2 separate regions of the Mus musculus genome follow, and region 2 is linked to region 1. Evidence: chromatin contacts called from public promoter capture Hi-C data. All regions are on one chromosome and are shown on one strand. Each heading gives the region's core, a stretch centred on a gene start, on an enhancer-like site or on the middle of the called end of the contact. The rest is flanking DNA. Distances are from core to core; before and after follow the strand shown. Region 1 overlaps Dock4 (dedicator of cytokinesis 4). Region 2 overlaps Dock4 (dedicator of cytokinesis 4).

The links. Capture Hi-C pulls out chosen DNA fragments and counts their contacts.
Region 2: a contact with region 1 is called in a promoter capture Hi-C map of liver. The contact joins two enhancer-like sites. A contact is called at or near these places in 1 of 15 datasets of contacts at CTCF or cohesin (the NIH/3T3 cell line) and 1 of 9 other capture datasets (liver).

What each region holds. Positions count from the first base shown.
Region 1 is chr12:40,565,777-40,571,283 of GRCm38.p6, forward strand. All of the region lies in intron 1 of Dock4 (dedicator of cytokinesis 4), which reads left to right. Among named protein-coding and RNA genes, the nearest start is that of Dock4, 120 kb to the left of the region's middle. Within about 2 kb of position 3,410, at least 54 of the 459 cell types and tissues checked have an H3K27ac peak or open chromatin away from gene starts, as enhancers often do. A contact at or near this core is called in liver, where this site is marked.
Region 2 is chr12:40,788,004-40,793,510 of GRCm38.p6, forward strand. It overlaps Dock4 (dedicator of cytokinesis 4), which reads left to right. Exons shown (of 53, transcript NM_172803.2): 31 at 225-373; 32 at 2,073-2,158. Among named protein-coding and RNA genes, the nearest start is that of Immp2l, 230 kb to the right of the region's middle. Within about 2 kb of position 3,403, at least 25 of the 459 cell types and tissues checked have an H3K27ac peak or open chromatin away from gene starts, as enhancers often do. A contact at or near this core is called in liver, where this site is marked.

The DNA of each region.
Region 1 (5,507 bases), core at 2,160-4,659:
TTGCAGGTCGTTGGGTGAGCATCGAAGGAGGTGGTGAATTTAAAGCTGATAGACAACAGGCTTAGAGATGAACACAGACAATACTTAAGAATCTGTTTAGCTGCTTTGTGTAAGAATTGTACCTTATTTGTTATCACAAATCTGTATATAACATACACACACACACACACACACACACACATACACACGCACGCACATACATGCATGCATTGCTTCAAATGCAAAACTCATGGCTAGATACTGACCCAGGTAGACCCGAGAAGGTTATAAACATATGATATTTAACTTAAACTACTTTTCAAGTCTAAAAAATTTCTGAATTAAACAACACATATGACCCTTTATTCAATGAGAAGGGATCATGGATTCCAAGGGCCTGGCATAGTGTCCTGTATGTAGTAAAGGGTCCATGAGATAAAAATAAATGTTGGCTCACTTGCCATGGTGCGATATATTTTTATTAGGTAGGTTTTCCCCAACCCCAGAGGAGAATTTCAAAAGATGTCAGCTCTTTGTCATCCCATGGAACTACTACTTTTCTTTTCTTTCTTTTTTTTTTTTTTTAAACTCTAGGAAAGTAAGTTGAAACTATTTTACTGAGATTCTGGGAAAGGAAGTAGAAGTCTTTATGGTTTTGGAGGCAGTAATGATTCAAGTATTAATTTTAATTTTGGTTTTAGTAAAGCTAGTTTATTATATTGTGTGTGTGTGTATATATGTGTGTGTGTATATATATATATATATATATATATAATATCAGCCTATGACAGTCAAGAAATTTCTATAAAATCATACTCAGAGGATCAGATGTTTAAGATCACTCTCAGCTATATAGTATGTTTAGGACCAGCCCTGAGTCACATGAGACCCTATCTCAGAGAGAGGGGGTAGGGTGGAGCAGAGACAGGCAGAGAAACAGAGAGAGACAGAGAGAGGTGACACAGAGACACAAGAGACAGACAGAGAGTGAGGCATAAGAGACATAAGAAACACGTAGAAAACGGTGCTATCTGAGATTTAATTGCCCTAACCCATTTACCTAATCTTAGAGATGAGATTCTAGGCATTTTTGACAGGAGACAAATGTAACCAGCTGCCATCCACCACACCTTTCCAAAGCTATCGTCCTTGTAACTTTTTCTCCTGAGGCCAGTGACAGGCAAGCAAGAGTCTAAGAATTTGTAGGAAAAATTAAATTGACTAATTAGAAGATATCTAAGAGATCATCAGCAGTCCTTTGGAAAAGCCTGAGGACGATGTGAGGTGCCATACTTACAGTAATGTAGGTGCCATACTTACAGTAATGTAGGTGCCATACTTACAGTAATGTAGGTGGCTTTCCTATGGAAGCAGCATCATTTCAGCTAGAACAAGAGTCATGAGACGGGTAAAGATTTGCAGTTTAAATCAGGGGTAGTTAAATGTCAATTTTTCATATTGTTGACCTTATTGGTACTAGATAAATCCTCTTTTCTATGCTTCTTTTCTTCGTTTTTCTCTTTGTTTCTCTCCCCTTCTTTTCTTCCCTCTCTCCCTCACCCATTTTTGCTTCTCTTCAGTCAACCTTTACCAGGTGTTTTTGAATATTTAGTGCAAGTACATGAGGAAGAAGTTTGTGACACCGAAATACTAAAGACTGCTACGCAGGAGAAAGACAGACAGAGGGAGAATGCAATAAACGTTGGGAGCAGTAGAAAAGCGCTGTGTAATAGCTGTCCTAATTCTTGTCAGGCCTGGGGATGGATAGGAGTGCTAGATGCATTTGGAGTAAAGTTCTGCCATGGACTGTGGTTAAGTCCAAATCATATTGCAACCAGTGCTCTTATTTTCAAAACAATAAAAGTTATATAGAACACATTGTCTTTCCCTCCTGCAACATGGTTATGAGGAATGCTGTACAGCGAGCCATTTGCTGTCAGCTGTTCCCATAAGCCTGTGCCTGAAAAGTTTTCTTGCTCTCAGAGAAGGTGATGTAGTTGGGTGGATGCCGGGCTTTGGGCACTTGAATGGCTACTGTTTACCTTATGCACTTTCCGTCTAGTCCTTTGGAGACACTGGTTATTTGTTACATTGTTAGGGAATGAATTCATAAACCTCCAGGATCTTGTAGCTAGAAGGCATACGGGGCGGGCTAACAGAGCTCAAATCATTGACTTTTTGTTCTGACACTGCTTATTTGTTTGTTTGTTTTTTTCTTTTTATTCATTTCCAGGTGTGAATTAGGGCTTAAGATCTTGATGTGTCTTCATTTTGGCTGTTTATTTTAGTAAAACTCTGTTAGGACAGCCTGTGACTTCAGATAGTCTTCCAGTCTTTGTCTGAGGAATCCATACATTCAGCTCCTTGGGTTCTGCCAACTTTACTCCATTCTAAAAGTCAGTGTGACTGAAACACACTCTTAGTCTTTTCCCTCAGAAGTCTGTCAGTCACTGGTGTCATCACTTCCTTCTGAGATACTGATGTCCCTTCCTTCTTCCTGTGTACTGAGATCAAATGGCACACACCTTTTATTCCAGTGCTTAAGGAGGCAATGCAGGCAGATCTCTGAGTCTTGTCTCCATAGCAAGTTCCAGGACATCCAGGGCTACATAGTGAGACTTTGTTTCCAACAGAAAACCACACACAAAGAAAACAACTAACAAACTAACCAGACAGAAGCTCTTTCCAGAGAAAGCCACCTATTTACCCCCAGCTTAGCTGGGGTAGCTCTCTCTTGCTTCCACCCTTTGCTGTTCCTTTCTATGCCGCTAAACATTTCCAGGTGCGCATCCTTTCTCTGCTACACAGCACTGAACTGGCTTCTCTTACTCTATGGCTGGTGTCAGGTGTCCATCTGCTTCTGTTTGCACAGCCACCTTTGACAACAGCAGCAGCCAGGGGTACCACCAACAAAAAAGTCTCTACTGTGTGGGCATCGCTCCATTCAGTCCTCCCAGCAACTGTGTGAGGTAGCTGGCGTTTTCTCCATTTCACACACAAGGACAGATGGAGACTTTTTTTTTCCCCCCTAAATCTTCCAATGAGAGTTAGAATTGAAAGTCAATGAAATCATTCCTACTGTAAGGTCCTGCCTTTTAATTACAGCACTCTATGACTCCTCTCATTAGGCTGAGTATCCCTTGAAGCAAAAATTGCATGTTTAATTACAGTTGCCTGAGTTTAAAGGAGAAATGGACTACGGGTGGAGCTTTTATAACTGACTCAGGTTACATATCCAAGGCTAACTTTTTCTCAGAACAAACATATTGAGGATGGGAAAACTTTTTTTCATTCATTGTCTGGTAGTGCTAATGTCAAATGCCGTGTAGCTCAGCACAGCTAGTCACTGTTCCTGAAGGTACTGCAGTATGTTTTAAATGTCAGGCAATTCACTGCTCGGCAGGAGGCACATTTGGGGAGAAGCCAGAGAATAGAAGTTGGTTAATCATCATAGTGATATTACTCATTAATAGTCCTCTTTCCGGTTGTGTTACATTGTTTCAGCTGCTTATTTTTGTGCTAACTCATCAAAGCAACAATTCCCTAGTGAATCACTTGTTGATAAAGGAAGCAAGCATAGCCCTTTCTTACTGGGTGACACGGAAAGGATCTTGGGACTGGGATCCTACAGGAGCCTGAGCACTGCTCATAAAGTACCCAGGATGCAGGGGTGAGTCTGTACTTGCACTCCAGTTTAAGTTGGTACATAGTGCTCACCATGAACTGATAAGATTGTTAATGACAACAAGCAGCCTGGCTTCATACTCATAGGTGTTTGCTGTCCTATTCCAAGGCAGTGACATGGCAAACCCCACAAAGTTCCCTGGGGATTATTTAAGTGGTAGCCTTTCTGTGATACCACATGCTTTGTACTCCTATCCCACCCTGAGGAGGTTTTTTTTTCCCCCCTCAGAGGAAATGGATGCAAGTCACGACTATTAGTTCTAGAAGAGCTGGCAGCAAGCTCATTTCTGCCCGTTTCTTACAAGTCATGCTGTTTTGAAATAGGCAGCAGCCCTCATCTTGTGCCCTGTCGTTTATACAGTGCATTTTTCCTTCCTCTCAGTACCCAGTGAGAATATAGAAGACTTTCTTTTCTCTCTCAATACATTTTGTAATCTATCAAGACTGAGCCTATGTTGCACCTCGGGGAACACCTCTATGGCAGACTCATTGCCACAGTCCTGTCACCCGCTCAGGGTGCCCTCTATTGCTCTGTCAACAACATAGAATTGGCTTGCGGGCTCCTGACGAGTTATTCCCCATTAAGATGTAAGGGGTGGATATCCTAATAGTTTCCAGTTTGAATTTTGGAGTAGCAACTTTTTTTTTTCACCAAGTAAATGTGACTGATCTTCAATTACCATTGTAATAATGTTCATTGGGTGAAATTATTGCAACAGAGGTACATGAAGGGTTGTGACGTCAGGTATGAATCCACTGCATGGAGATAGCTAGCTTGTTTACTAGAAAGCGATGAGTGGGGGGGGGGTTCTCTACAAGGACAGAACCATCCATGTATGTGGGTGTTTCTGTTGTTGGACTTGCACATGTGTTTCTATGAGTGTAGAGGACAGAGAGATTGATGCCAAGTGCCTTTCTTCACCTTATTTTTGAGATAAGGTCTAACACTGAAACTGGAGCTCACCAATTGGGACAGATGAGCTAGTGTTGAAATAAACTTTGCAAGTCGTCTAGTCTACTGAGATTAAATCCAGCTGTATGCTTAAGTGCTGTCATACTAGGCCAATTAAATTAGAGCCTCTGGGCTGGAGCCTATGGTTGCAGCTCCATAGGACATCTCTCTAATCAGTGGAGAGCCATGTAGTAGCATAGGTTTTAAGGGCCAGCTTTCTTAATGAGTTATTTGTTGGGTGCTCAGTGAACCAGACACTGTGCTATACTTTGAAAATACAGTGAGGACCTGTTGTCCTGACTCATAAAGTTCATGTTTTACTAGGCAAGAAGTATCAAGAGTGATTATTGTATTGGGGTATAACACTCAATAGTAGTTTACTTTCTTGCTCTGGGTTTGAGTTTTAGATCTTCAAACAAACAAACAAACAAACAAACAAAACCCAACCAACCAACCAACCAAACCTACCACCACTATCAACAACAAAATACAAGACTGACAAAACCCAACAACAAAGAAACAGCCTTTGTGTATTAAGAAATAATGAAAATTTTCATCATCAGTTTGAATAGCACTGAGGGAAAATAAGTCTAGTCTCTTTTAGAAAGACAGTTTCACAGTTTCTAGGGTGAGAAAGCCAAGCGTGTGAAGTATGAACCTGTCAGTTTATTTCCTATTGGTTTGATAAAATGCCTTACTAAAACAACTTCCAGAAGACGGCATTGACATGGCAGTGTGAACCTGAGGCACCCAGTCAGATCACATTGATAGCCTTGATAGCCAGGGAGCAGAGAGAGATGAACAGTGGTACTCAGCTCATTTTTACCATTTTATTTAGTCAAAGTATCCAGCACTTTGAACGGCGTGCCAAGATTCTGGGTAGGATCTCTTC
Region 2 (5,507 bases), core at 2,153-4,652, 220 kb after region 1:
TCTTTTATATTAACTGCATCCATTTTTTTACAAGCATGTACACTACTAAAATATTTCTATTTCTGCCATTTTAATTGTATGCTATGGGTTCTTTTCTTATCTGGGGCGATAACTGTAGTTCAGTATTTTATGATACTAGTTTTAACTAAATTTTTTAATAGTAATCTTTTTGAAGTCTTATTAAAACCTAATATACTGAAACGCGAACATTTTGCTTAATTTAGGAGAACACAAACTTCATTTCATCCCTGCCCTGATTGGGCCCTTTCTGGAAGTAACCTTGATACCCCAGCCAGATCTCCGGAATGTCATGATTCCTATTTTTCACGATATGATGGACTGGGAGCAAAGAAGGAGTGGCAACTTTAAACAGGTAGGCAGTATTGCTCATCAGGACTGACAGGGGGTGTCACTTCCCTGTCTGGCGTCTTCACAATTTCTCCATTCATCTCTCTGTGGAGAAATGAACACTGGTTCAATGGCCCCAGAACCAGGTGAACCCGTTCTCCCTGTACCACATAGCCTTGGATACATGCCTCTGGCTTTTTGTTGCCCTGAGCCTCCAGGGAAACCCTGGAATCCCATCTTATTCCTTTCACCAAAAACAAAATTCTTTGACATTCCAGATCTGTATTTAAGAATGTACAGAGAGGGTTGTTTGCTCCCAGCTGGCCGGGACTCAGAGGAACTGGAAGGTTAATGACTCTTTCAGCCATTGAGTTCTCAGTGGTCTGCACATTGTGTTTGCTGAATGGCTTAGCTCTGAGCATTTGATTCACAGTGTGTTTTATTGCTCTTAGCTTGGAGCAATGAAAATTAATTTGAAGGAGAAAGCAGTGGAAAATCTCACAAAGGAAATTCCAAGGGGATGAATCTATCGTTTCTTGCTGACTTCGGTTCTAATAGTGGTGCTCCAGTTTGAGGAAGACAGACATCCTGATTGCAAAATCAGATCTGTAAAGAATCAGCCACTTTTGCTGGTCCAAGTCTGTTGGGGGAAGTAGGAAAAACATGCTCTCACATATTGACTTCTCAAACTTGCTTACCCACAGGATGTGGCCCACCTCCATACTTCTCCACATGAGGCCTTCTTCAAACCTCAGAAAAGTGCTTGTCATCTGTATAAGCAATTTGATTGCATGCATAGACCTTTCCTATTGCCAAGAGTGTGGGCATTTCTCTTGTTATTCGTATATACATTTATTTTTAAGAAAGCTAATGGCTGAGTGAAAAGCTATGAACACACTGTGCTTGGTAGGGGGTCCCACTTTCCTTCCCTCTTATCTTTATCTCCTGATTGACATTTGCTTTAAAGAAATAACTGGGCTCAGTCCTTTGACAAAGTTGAATATTCGTCTCAAGCCCAAATTGCTTTAACACTGGCTAAAGGTTGTCATTTTCTCTTGCCTCGTTTAGATAAAGGGAAATTTTTCCCTTTCTGATATTCAAGTTATAAAGAATTTATGTCCTTGAAAATATAAATGTTTTGACTACAGTTTTCAGGAAATATGTCCTTTCACTCTCCTGCCGCTTACTGCTGACTTAGACTATTTCTGTGGCTCTACCATCTGTACATGGCTAGGATGGATTCTCAACTTCAGCAAAGATTTAGTGCAACCTCAAACTGTTTTAGGAAAGAAAACAGATAAAAAGCACATTTAAGATTTAAATTAATGTATTTGGGCATGCTAGTTTGCTGATGTTCTCAGATATAGTGATGTAAAAAAAAAAAAAGAAAAAGAAATGGGACTTGCCAGTTTTTATAGTCCCTAAAAGAAGAACCGAAACATTTAAATTGGGCTGCTAGCATTTATGTTGGGATCCCAGATAGATAGATGCTGTCCTTGGCAGCAGAAGAAGCTAGCTAGCCAGGAGTATGAAGTCATGTTGACTGCATCTAAATTAGTCCCCTAGAATTCCAAAGGGAGGCTTGCTATTAACCATGGCTGACAATGTCACTTTGACAAAGTGTATCACGGCTTTCCCCTGGCATAAAGAAATACATACCAATTTGCCTAAAAATCTTGCATGGGAAGTGGGAGGAAGGAGAGTGATATTTGGGTGTATTTCAGGTGGAGGCCAAGCTAATTGACAAATTGGACAGCCTGATGTCGGAGGGCAAAGGTGATGAAACGTACCGTGAGCTCTTCAACAGTATGTGAGTAATGTGTTTCTCTCCACTTGGTTCTATTCAGGACATCTGGTGTCGGTCCTGAGCCGTTCTGCACCACAGTAGACGAGAGCTACAGAGACAGCTTGGGTCTCATAGGAGAGCTTTGTCTTTGTGGAGTGTGAAATAAAGGATAATTGCCTACCTCTAGCAAGTGGATCTTATTATGTTGATGATTAGTTATGTCTCCTTATTTTAATCTCCGATTAGGACAGGTTGCCTATGTTACATAACAAAGCTCACTCTTTTCACGCTTGGTAATTTCAAGGGAAAATAAGGCCATTGTTATAAGATAATGATTTTAAAGAGAGTTATGAGTGGGAGAGGAGAAAAGTGTGTGATTATAACATTTGTATACAGTGTTTTCCAAAGTATGACTCTGGCTGATTTGCTGTTAGAAAATTAACTTCGTTTGTGCCTGATGATCAGCACCTGCTTCCATGCTGACCATTTTTTTTGGCTTGGGACTGTTAAATACTTCCCCAGTGCTGCTTATTAGATTGCCACCAAAGCAAGTCATTTCTAGTAAATTTGGTGTTTGGGATTTGCAAAGAGAATAGGAAAAAAAAAAAAAAAAAAAGAATGGAGTTCTAGGAAGGGACTTCTAGATGGTCCCAAGTGATCCAATGTGATCACAGTCTCAGGATGGATTGCTTGTATCAAGTATCATCTAACTGTAGGAATAGCCAGAGTTGAGGCATGATAATGTCTCAGCGCTTTGGGACTTCCCACCTGGCCTGTGGGTTTTTTTATGATCTTATAGATCTTAGTCATTTTGAACCTAGTATTTTTATAACGTATTTTTCTTTTAACCGAGAAGATTAGCACACTGAGTTTGGGGAAATGTTCTGATTTCTTTCAAGAGTGTAAAACTAATACATTTCTCTCCTAGAAAATACACCTGTGTTGGTATTAATGCCCAACCATCACCTAAGTGGCGCTCATAGCCAAGTGCAAGTCCAAGTTGACTTTACATTCATTAATTAGCAGCTGTGCAACTCTGGATGTGTGGGTTTTAAGAATGCTATCTTAAAACTGAAAGGTTTGACAATAGGTTGGGGAGTCTTCAGCTTGCCTGATTTATAGTCATTCTTGGAGCTTTCAGGAAAACTATGTAGAAAGGAAAAAGAAAGGCTTCGGGGATTTCATTTGGTAATCAGTTACATTGTGAACAACGAGTGCCATTTTCTCTTGATACTGTAATTCAGCCAAAACTTTTGCTAATTATTCACAAGCTCCCTGTTCATTCTTGTTTACAAAGTGTCTGTCTTTTACGACAGCTGGAGTTTAGCAAGAATTCAGATTAAAACCTCATCCAACATAATAAATTGCCTTTGAAAAAATGCTTTCGTTTCAGTTCCTAGTCCTTGGTTAGAACAAAGAGCTAAAATACAAAAGCATTCGGTGGAATGAAACCCTTGAGATTTGTGATTAATTATTTATAATGAATTCATAAGATTAATAAATGCATGCTCTGTTTCTTTAATGCCTCTTATCTACATTAGTAAGGGGCTGATAATTTGCAGTTTGGATTGCTTTTATATAAATATGACTGTGAAATATAAGATGTACGTTGACACTAGAATCAAAGTAATAATTAAACCTCTATAATTATTTTATATTTTAAGGGACCAGATTTGTTCAATGGATTCTTTTGTTTACTTTTAACATATTACTAGAACATAAAAAAAATCATAATAATAAAAATAAAGTTTAAAAGGGCTATAAATATTTTTCTTTAATGCTTTTATAGTCAGCATATTAGTAATAAAGCACATTCAAAGTGACAATTAAATAGCATTACTACCTTGTCTCAGGAAAGAAAGTGAGAATTCAAGTGGATTTCAAGGAAACAATAAAGTCCTTTTATTTGCGGGGCTAACAATCACAGTGGATTAGTGTAATCATGGTGAGCTGCTGCACACGTTATGAATTAGGAAGGCATAGATTCTCATTTACTCTGAAATTCATGCCTAAAACTTGATAAAATTAGTTGAGAAGATGGAAGCCTGGAAGACACTCCCTGCTTCTGAATGCTGTGCTTGGGAAATCAGCCCTTAGACGGAGACTTTGAGTCTCTGTGTCGTAGGCTTGCCAAGAATCCCTCTCACTTTCAGTAACTCCCCACAGCGTCTGCATTTGTGCTCATTATCTCTGCTTTTTGTAACAGTGGGATTCCCTATTTTTGAAAACACTGCAACCGAGGCCGACAGACCACACTGTGAGATACTCAAAATCAGGCCTCGGAGCTTATCCGCTGCATTACTGGCTCCTCTTAACTTATGATCTGGCCTTTGTGCAGGCAGGCTTGGGTTGAGCGAGGATACCACAGAGGTTCTAACACTGGGGAGGTGCAGCAGAGCTGCCACTACCCTGAGGCACCCAATTAGCTTTGCAAAGGAAAGTGGCATCCGTCTCAGTTCTCCCTACACTCTGTCCTGTCCTCCACAACTCCAAATTATTCCGAAATCCTTAAGCAAGGGTCACATGTTTCATCACTGTTTGGATTTGGGAGATTAATTCTATAACACCATGCCTCAAGTATCCCAGTCTGCTGTTTGGGTTGCTCAAGGACAGCATATATGTCAGAACAGTGTTCTCAGCATTAGCCTGGTATGATACAGAAAACCAGATTGAAAATAAAACTACCATAGTCCAGCCCCATTTCCTTCATGGTAAGCAAGACTGTAGTCTGTCCTTCTGTCCATCTGATGGGAGAATACCATTGGAAAATCCGGAACAAAACTGTGAGAAACTGTCTCTTGCTTTATGAGATGAGGTCTCAGAATACGCCACACAGGCACTAGAGCGTGGCTACAGACCAGGAGAAAACATCCAGTCTCATCCAAGGTATCGAGAAAGACCGCTTCCCTGTGTTGATAGCCTCCTCGGGTTGTATCAGGGGAAGTGTAAAGCGGGAAGATCCCCAAACGAAGGAATAAACCTAACCAAGGATGCAGATGGGCAAGGCTCTAGACTTGCTCCTAACATTTGGTCTCGAGTCACTGAAGGGTGTGCACAGCTCTGCCTCTTTTGAGAGGATGATGTAGCTCTGATTTTTGACTACATGGGAAGCTGTGAATTAATGAAAGTCATAAATGAAGCCTCTGTCTATTTTTAAAATTATTACTTAACTTGAGTTACTTGGTTTTAGCCTCTGAGTATGTGGGATGTGGGCTGTCACTTGGAGAAATTTCTGCAGCATCCTGCATGATTGGCAGGATGTGAGAACTTGGTTCAGTACCAGTTTGCGACTTATACTCAAAACTGGTACTGTTCAGGGGTTTCTAAGTGAAAACACATTTAAACAAACTAAGAGGCTGTCCCTAAGGATCAG